Linked DNA regions of Ovis aries: region 1 is linked to region 2. Evidence: chromatin contacts called from public Hi-C data. All regions are on one chromosome and are shown on one strand. The core of a region is the stretch at or near the end of the contact, and the rest is flanking DNA. Distances in the headings are between cores, read along the strand shown.

Region 1 (4,885 bases), core at 770-3,269, 170 kb before region 2:
CCGCTGTCACAAACACAACCACAGCGACATACATCACCTCATCTATGCACACCAGGAAGTTGCACAAAACAGCACATGAACACAAACACATAGATACACCATCACACTCACACACAGCATGCCCAAATATCATACAAATAGCACACTGACACACAATGACAGAGTCAGAGCCACCCCGTGGGACAAATGCCATCACACAACATCATCCCTGTGACACACACCATCAGCTGATACAGGACAGTACACTGACACAGTCCCACACCGCAACTTTACACAAACACAGCTCAGATAAGTCAACCCCTGGACACGCAGCACAGTAGCCCAGCAGACTGACAGGGAACTCTCCAGGACACAAACCACGCAGTCACACAAACACACAGTCTCACACACGCACTCATCCCTGCCCTTGCCCCAATAGGATGTGTGTGATGTGGGATGCTTGGGGGGGAGGGGAAATGCTAAGTGGGCTTGTGTATGTATGTGTGCTTGTGTGCGTGTGTGTGTGCGTGTGTGTGTGTGTGTGTGTGTGTGCTTATGCCTCCCTCTCCTGGCCCTTCCCCTGGGGCGGGGCCGTGCGGCAGCCGCTGTTACCGGGTAAACTTCCCCGCCCCCCCCAGCGCGGCCATTAGTCACCCCCCTCCCAGGATGATGTCATCGCCTCATTCTGGAGGCTGAGTAATCCTCGACTCCACCCCCCCACACCCCAGGTACCAGGGTAGGGGCGGGCCGCACCTGGACTCCACCCGCGTCTGGAGCTGGGGGCTTGGCTGCCTGGGTCTCCTGGGGGTGAGGACTGAGGAATCTGAGCCTCTCTGGAGTAGCCTGGGCGCTCACATCAGGGTCCCTTGGGGCTGCAGGCTCGCGGTCCCGGATCCCTGGTGGCCAACTAAGAGCACTGGGAGCCAGGATCTACCAGACCTAGGGTCCTGGGCATCCCAGGGCCCCAGGACTTGGAAGGGACCCCCTGCACACTGTGAGGGGCTGGGTCACCTCGCCAGGTGACTGGAGGAGGGGAGGCTCTGTGACACTTGGGGCTTCACTCCTGGGTTCCCGGCATGTGCGTGGTGGGGGGAGGGGGGAGGTTGAGTGCCAGGGAGCAGAGGGCGTGGCTGTGGGGTCAGATGCCTGCGACCTGGTAGATCAACAAGCTAGACCCTGGGGAAAATGACTCGGAGGGGAGGCGAGCTCGCTCGCAGCCTACCCCTTGGGGCTGGGTAGGTGGTAGTCTGGATGAACTGGACACCTGAGGGTCTAGTAACTGGTGTATCTGTGGGGTCTCCCAGAATCAGTATGGTGAGGCGCCAGGATGCCCACGGACTCTGAGACATCTCGTTGCCTGAGGGCCCAAAGACCAGAGTCTCTGCTTCCTGTGGGGGTGGGGAGCTCAGTTCTAACTTTCTCAGAAGCCGACCTGCCTGGGTTCCCTCTGGGGGCAGCCTGAATGCTTCTTTCCAGGGACTGGGAAACTAGCATCCCTTGGTGGGGGGTTCATATGCTCGTTGTCACAAGACAGGGCATGCCTGAGTCCTTTGAGGAGAAGGGGAGACCCCTATTTTTATGGGATCTTTTTCTGGGAGAGATTCCCCAGCCCCTGTGTTTTTTTAAAGTCAAGATGCCTAAATCCTGTTTGGGGAGGGTCTGAGGTGGGGGTGGGGGCATGTGCAGACAACCAGCTCCTATCTTTGCGGAGTCAGGATGCCCAGGTCTCCCTCTGAGAAGGGGAGGCTTGCTAGCTGTTTCCACAAGGCCGACTCCAGCGTGCCGTCCTGGGGAGGGACGGGATGCGCGGCCCCTATTTCCAGCCCATCCTAAGTGCCCATCCTCGTCAGGGAGTGCGAGTTACGGTGAGGGCCGGGGGGGTGGGGGGGGGGGGGGGGGGGGGGGGGGGGGGGGGCGGCAGTGCCCAGCCCAGGCCTCACCCCAGCCTGCCGCAGGCTTGCAGGCAGTGAGCCCGGCAGCTCCCCGGGGCCCGCCTCCCCGCCCCCCGCGCCGAGGGCTCCCCAAGATCCGGGCGGGCGGGCAGGCGCGGCGGCGGCCAATGAGCGCGCTCGCCGTCTCCGGGAGCCGGGCCGGCTCTGCCCGCCTGGCATTGGGCACGCGGTGGGCAGCGGCGGGCGGGGCCTGGGGGGTCCTCGCGCCTGGTTGGGCCAGGCTTGTTGCTGGGTAACGGGGCGGCGAGTTTCCCCTGGCAACGGCGGCGGGTACCGCTCACTGGCTGGCCGGGAAGGAGGGGGGGCGCGGGCGCGGGCAGGCCCCGCAGACCCCAGCAACAGCGCGCGGCCCCCGCCCCGCCGGGGAGCGGTAACCTTCACACGCGCCGGCCGCTCGGACCCTGCGGACACCGGCGCCCCCGCCCAGCCCCCACCCGGCTCCAGTCCAGCCCCGGGGCCTGAGAGGCCGGCCGCACCGAGGGGACCCGGGAGGCCCCCCTCCCCACCGCGGAAAGCCAGGACTCACAGCCTGCTCTGAAAAGTTAAGTCCTTTCCAACTCCCTCTCCGGTGCTGAGAAATCTACTTCCCTGGAACGGCATTCAAGATACCGGGGCAGGTTGCGGGTCCTCAGTAAACTAGCTGGGACGTTGTTTTTCTTCACCCAGCACTTCGCATGGAGCCCAGCACTGCCCTATACGATACTGTCCTACCTGCGTTACAAATCGGAATTCACTGATTAATCTTCACATTGAAGTTGGGGTCCTATGGCGATCGTCTTTGTACACGTGGGGAAACTGAGGCGCAGAAGGAGGAAGCTACTTCCTCAAGGTCATCGTTTGAACCTAGGCAGCCTGGCTCCAAAATCTGGATGGTGTATATCTTCACTGTGTTGACTGTCCCTTTGAGAGGCATTAATAGTCCAAATGAGGGACCTCCCGGGTGGCTCGGTGGCTGACTCTGCACTCCCAAGGCAGGAGGCCCAGGTTCTATCCCTGGTCTGGTCGGGGTGCTAGGTCTCACATGCTACAACTAAAGACCCAGTGCAGCCAAATAAAGAAAATATTCAAAATGAGAAACTGTGCCAGCCAGTGAAACACACTAATGGCTGGCCCACAGGCCGGACTTGAAACCCCTGCCCCAACCTGAGGGTCTTAGCTGGAAGACCTTCTCTGGATTCTCAGAGAATCAATAGCTCCCCCACACAGAGAAATGATGTGTGAAGGACCCATTAGAGCCCAGTGCTTTATTTTTACTGACCTTCTTACTCAGAAGAATCCTCTGACTAGGGACCTGTGCTGTCCCAACTCACAGGTGAGGAAATTAATCGAGGAACAGAGATGGGACCACTTGCCCAGAGTCACACAGCCCGAAGGTGGCAGAGCTGGGGATTCTAGGTCAGGCCATCAAGTCCACAGAGCATCAGCTCCTTGGTGAAATTCTGTGCATTCTTGGGGGAGAGGGGAATGGGCCTCAGTTATGGAGGTTCTGGTGACTTTCTTTTAGCCAGTGGTTCTCAACCTGGAGTGATTTTTGCCTCCCCCAGGTGATTCCTGTGTGACACTAGCGGTAAAGAACCTGCCTGCCAGTGAAGCAGATGTAAGAGATGAGGGTTCAGTCCCTGGGTCGGGAAGATCCGCTGGAGGAGGGCATGGCAACCCACTTCAGTATTCATGCCTGGAGAATCCCATGGACAGAAGAGCCTGATGGGCTACAGTCCAAACGGTCTCAAAGAATCAGACACGACTGAAGCAACTTAGCATGCATGTGGGTGATATTAAGCAGTGTTTGCAGACATTTTTTTAATTTTGGCAGACATTTTTGATTGTCACAAAGGGAGGGGCTGCTACTGGCCTCCAGGGGATAGAGGTCAGGGTGAATGCTAAATATCCTACAAAGCACCAGACAGTCCCCACAACAAAGACTCATCCGACCTCACATGTCAGTAGAGAGGAGATGAACAGACTGCTCTAGGGACTTCGCTGGCGGTCCAGTGGTTAGGACTGCGCCTCCACTGCAGGGGCATGGGTTCCATCCCTGGTCTGGGAACTAAGATCCTGCATGCCTGCCGCTGGGCCAAAAAGCAAAACTTTGCTCTCTGCCAAGCCTGACCTCCCCCACCCTCAGCCAACCCATCCCTGACCCCTCTTATTTTCTCTCCACCTGGTCTCTTTCTGACTCCCTCCACTCCCCTGGTCTGAGTCTTCCTGTCTCTGTATCTCTTTTTGCCCCTGTTGCTCGTCCTCTGTCAAAGGTATTGGTGACCTCTCAGAGCTTCAGAACCCTCTGTCCCCTCTCCAGGGGAGCAGAGGCCAGAGGCAGGGTTGGAGGGAATGGTTCTTCAGAAAATTAGAGGAGGGAGTCCCTGGGTCCCTCAGGAGACCTGCTGGGGTGGTGGTGGCGGGGAAATTTAGTCTGGAAGGTGGAGGTTGGGGCTTATCCCTCTTTGGGCTCCTAGGATGCAGGTCTCAAAAAGGCAGCCCTTCAGCCAGTCATAATTTTTTTTTTTTTTTGCCCATATAGGGTTTTTAAATTTTATTTACTTTTTTATTTGTGGCTGTGCTGGGTCTTTGTTGCTGTACAGACTTTCTCCAGTTACGGTGAGCAGGAGGAGCTACTAGTTTCCGTGCTCAGGCTTCTCATTATAGTGGCTTCTCTTGTTGCCCAGCACAGGCTCGATGCGCATGAGCTTCAGCAATTGCAGCTCCAAGGCTCTAGGGTACAAGCTCAGTAGTTGTGGCGCACAGGCTTAGCTTAGTTGCCCCGCAGCATGTGGGATCTTCCCAGACCAGGAATTGAACCAGTGTCCCCTGCATTGCAAGACAGATTCTTAACCACTGGACCGCCAGGCAAGCCCACTCATATACTTTCCAATTTTGACTTTGTAGGCCTCCAGAAGACACATACTTTTTCCACTTAGCCACAGTCCCCACCATGCCCTGTTGTCTTACACTGG
Region 2 (4,693 bases), core at 322-2,821:
GGGCTAGGAACCGAACGCCCAGTGTGCGGTGAGTTGCGGAACCTCGGTAGAGCAACTCCGGGTAAGAAAGTCTAGCCCGAGGGGCGGGGCGGAAGGTGAGTGTGAATTCTCTTCGGATCCCGCCTTGGGGCGGGGCCACGGCCCGAGGGGCGGGGCGAAGGTGAATGTGAATCCTCGTCGGATCCCGCCTTGGGGCGGGGCCACGGCCCGAGGGGCAGGGCTTTGCTCACCAGGGTCCCGGCGGGGCCTTGACCACGAACCCCGGCAGAAAGTCCCAAGGGACGCTGCCGCCGCGACCTCCCCCGCCACCGCTGGGGTAGGGGGCCGCCATCTCCGTGGGGACCCGCTCAGGCGGGCTCAGAGCGGCCTGTGGGACTCGAGAGCCGCGTCTCCTGCAGCGGGAAGGAGCGGGAGGCAACGCTCAGCGCCCGAGGGGGCGCGTGGGACACCTGGTAGGCAAACCAAGGTCCGCGGGGTTGGGTGCAGGGTCCCGGCGAGGAGCTGCCGCGGGAGGTGGCCTCAGTTTCTCCTACCCGGAGGCCAGGTTACACAGCCCGCAGCTCTCACCGTGCCGGGCTCCGGGCGAAGCTCACTCAGGGTGAGGACGTGCCCCGCCGCCGCCTCCCCCGCGCCGCCCGCCAGCGCGCCCGCCTCACGCCCGCGCCGGGCCGGCTCCCGCATACCAATAGGCGCACGCGGCGCGCATACGGATCCGACCGGCCCGCGCGCTGCGTGCCAAGCATGCCCAAAGCCGGGCGGGGGGCGGGCGCCTCGCCGGGGCCCAGGCAAGACCGGCTCCAGCCCCCAGAGCCCTCTACCCCGGGGACCTGCTCCCACCACAAGCCCATCCCGGGAGTCTGGTTTTTGCATCTGCGGTACGCCTATTTCCCAGGCTCGGTTAAAGAGACAGGGGCGGGGGGGAGGCAGAAACTAGGGACCCCACCCAATGCTTTTCCCAGGGACCACCCCTCAAACCCTGGGGGTGATGCCACGTGTCTGGGCCGCCAAATCTCCGCAACCACAACTTCCTCCCTGAAGACCCCCGATGCAGCGGCCAGCTCCTCAGCCCCAGGTAGCCCTCAGGATGGATCCAGAATTCTGAGCCCAGGTGTCCTGGTATTCAGATTCCCCAGAACCGGAAACATGTTCAATTAGGTCTTCATTCCTCCAGGGCTAGGCATTCAGGGTCCAGCCCCGCTCCCCACATCCACGCCGCCCCCAAGCCTTCCCAGCCAGGTCCCCCGATGCCCTAGATCTTGGCGTTCAGATCCCCCAGGCCCCTAATTCTCCAAGACTCAACCTCCGTGCGCCCCTACTCTCAGCCCCGGGAGACAGGCGTTCCGCTGCCCTAGCCCCCAGGACACTGGAGTCCCGGTCCCCTTCACCTCCAGGACTCAGGAGTTCCCTGTCCTCTCATACCTGCCCCCTGGCGTCCCCTACCTGCAAGACCCACCGCCTCGTTATCTGACCGCGAGGGCAGTCTCCGGGCGCGGCGTGGGGCCGGCCGGGCGGCGCAGAGGAGCGGCCCCATAGACCCCGGGGCGGGCCAGGCTCGGCGGGGCGCGCGGGCTGTGTCGCTAGGTTCTCCGCGCCCGCCGAGGCCTCGCAGACTTGGATGCGTGGAGACAGCGCCGGCGGGCTGGGGCGGGGCCTGCTGGAGCCCCGCCCACGGAGCCTCCTCCCTTCGGTCCTGCCGCGCGTCAGCCACTCTGATCTTTTCCGCGGTTGTTGTTCAGTGGCTCCGTCGTGTCCGACTGTTTGCGACCCCATGGACCGCAGCACGCCAGGCCTCCCTGTCCCTCACCATCTCCCGGAGTTTGCTCAAACTCATGTCCATTGAGTCGATGAGGCCATCCAACCGTCTGGTCTTCTCTCTTCCTCTTCTGCCTTCAATCTTTGCCAGCATCAATCAGGGTCTTTTCCAATGAGTCGGCTCTTCGCATCAGGTGGCCAAAGTATTGGAGCTTCAGCCTCAGCCTCAGTCCCTCCAATGAATATTCAGGTAGGGGGTTCCAAGCAAGGGAGTCCTGGGCTGCTCAGATGTCTGAGCCCCCTTAGCCCACCAGAACGGGAACCTCGAAGTCGGCTTCCCCACCCCAAGAGGGGAACACCGGAGTCCAGGCTCTATCTCTATATACCCCACTGGAAGGAACTATCACCCCATGTTCCCTAAGAATACTCAGCACCCAGCAGCTCCTCAAGACAAGGAAGGCACCCTGCGCCCGCTCCTGTAGGGGTGGAGACCCAGACGTCAGCGTCCCCTCTAGGGGAGCAAATCCAGGCGTTAGAGACCCTTTACCAGGAGAGAACTTAAGAATGTCAGCGAGGCCATCTGGACAAGAAGGGGACCTTGGGCTCAACAACCCCCCCCCCCGCCCGCGCCCCCCCAACCCCACCCCCCACCCCCCACCTTATAAGACCAGGATTTGACATCTAGACTTCCCAGGGACTGGGACACAGGTGTCCAAGGAACTTCAGAGATCAGGATCCTGGGGTCTTAGTTCCACCACTACTCCTGCGGGAACCCTAACTTTGGAGCTTCCCATTAGACCATAAATGGGAACTAAGGGATTATAGTACCTCCCATAGAGATCTGGAGACCCAGGTGATCCAGCCAGTTCTTTTCCACTCTGGTAGAAAATACAAAATCTCTCCCTCCCAAGCCCCTTCAGCAGCCTGGCATGGGGGTTTCCAGGTGCTTAAGTGCTGCTAGGGGGCTTCCCAGGTGACTCAGTGGTAAAGAACCCACCTGCCAATGCAGGAGACATGACACCCGGGTTCAGTCCCGGGGTTTGGAAGATCCTCTGGAGGAGAGTATGGCAACCCACTCCAGTATTCTTGCCTGGAGGATCCCATGGACAGAGGAGCCTGGCAGGCTACAGTCCATGCGGTTGAGAAGAGTGGGACCAGCTGAACATGTGAGCATGAAGTACTCCTAGGAGACCGCAGTGCAACTGATGAAGGTGGGCTGGAAGTCTTAGGGGAGGCGGGTGGGCAGGGCTGGCAGAGAGCTAGGGTCTTCCTCAGGTTGGACAGAGGAACCAAGGCACACATCTCTGCACCCTCATGTACACGGGCTGATAGGAACACTCTTTTTTTAAAAAAAAATTATTTTTAATATTCATTTAAAGAAGGCTGAGCACCAAAGAGTTGATGCTTTTGAACTGTGGTGCTAGAGAAGACTCTTGAGAGTCCTTTGGACTGCAAGGGGATCAAACTAGTCAATCCTAAAGGAGATCAACTTTGAATAAGGTTGATCAATCTTGAATATTCATTGCAAGAACTGATGCTGAAGCTCCAATACTTTGGCCACCTGATGCAAAGAGCCAACTCATTGGCAAAGACGCTGATGCTGGGAAAGATTGAAGGCAGGAGGAGAAGGGGACAACAGAGGATGAGATGGTTGGGTGGCATCATCAGCTCAAGGGACATGAATCTGGGCAAACTCCGAGAGATGGTGAAGGACCGGGAAGCCTGGCATGCTGCAGTCCTTGGGGTTGCAAAGAGTCAGATACGACTGAGTGCCTGGACAACAATACAAAATTCATTTATTTAGTTTATTTTTGTCTGTGCTGGGTCTTCATTGCTGCACGCAGGCTTTCTCTAGCTGTGCTGAGCAGGGCCTGCTCGCTCTCCCGCTGCAGTGCACAGGCTTCTTGCGGTGGGTGGCTTCCCTTGTTGTGGAGCACAGGCTCTAGAGCACAGCCTCAGTAGTTGTGGGGCACAGGGTTAGCTGCTCCAAGATATGTGGGAGGCGCTATAATCCCTTAGTGCTCATTTATGGGCTAGTGGGAAACTGATGTTGGGGTTCCCATTGGAGCAGTGGTGGAGCTAAGACACCAGGATCCTGGTCACTGAAGTTCCTTGGATACCTGTACCCCAGTCCTTGGGAGGTCCGTAGGTTCAATCAGGACAACCACACTGAACAATTTGAGAGCTAATCTTTTATGTGTGACGTGGGCACTCGTTCCTGAGACCATCTCAGGGGGTCTATGAGGTCACATTTTCATACCGAGACATTTTCTGCCTTTCCACTTCCTTCTCCATGAGCATCCAGTGATGGGGGAGGTTTCAGAGGCTCCCTGGCCTGTGATATCACAGCAGACCCCAGGCATAAGCAGCAGGAGTGTCCAGCTGTTTTCTGTGAGGCTGGACTTTAAGGAGCTTTGCAAAAGTGTAAAATAATGACACTCCTTTCACTAAAATTTTTCTTAAAATAGGTTATTTATATAAGCCTGTAATGCATTTATTATTGCTATTTAAAAATGCCTTCCGAATCCTTTTCAAGAATTTCCAGTTTTATTCTGATATGACTTATGAAACAGAAATAAAAGCTCTTTGGTCTTCCCTAAAAATGTAAGTGAAGTGAAGTCACTCATTGGTGTCCGACTCTTTGCAACCCCATGGACTGTAGCCTACCAGGCTTCTCAGTCCATGGGATATTCCAGGTAAGAGTACTGGAGTGGGTTGCCATTTCCTTCTCCAACAATGTAAAGAGAACAAAAAGTCTGAAAACTGCCGAGTTAAGCCACTTAAAGCTGAGAATGTGTTACTGTGTCACTTCAGTCCTTTCTGACTCTTTGCAACCCTATGGACTGTAGCCCACCAAGTTCCTCTGTCCATGGGATCCTCCAGGCAAGAATACTGGAGCGGGTTGCCATGCCCTCCTCCAGGGGATCTTCCCGACCCAGGG

Evidence for each region. Hi-C and Micro-C count contacts between places; a contact is called where the count stands out from the background.
Region 1: a contact with region 2 is called in a Hi-C map of mixed tissues, with 2.5 times the contacts expected there. The contact joins the promoter of BBC3 here to the promoter of NPAS1 in region 2. A contact is called at or near these places in 4 of 16 Hi-C or Micro-C datasets (hypothalamus, mixed tissues and tail adipose tissue).

Annotation. Positions count from the first base shown.
Region 1 is chr14:54,011,244-54,016,128 of ARS-UI_Ramb_v3.0, reverse strand. It overlaps BBC3 (BCL2 binding component 3), which reads left to right and starts at 2,019. Exons shown (of 4, transcript XM_027978529.3): 1 at 2,019-4,885.
Region 2 is chr14:53,845,277-53,849,969 of ARS-UI_Ramb_v3.0, reverse strand. It overlaps NPAS1 (neuronal PAS domain protein 1), which reads right to left and starts at 1,571. Exons shown (of 12, transcript XM_027977942.3): 1 at 1,441-1,571; 2 at 231-392. The coding sequence starts at 331.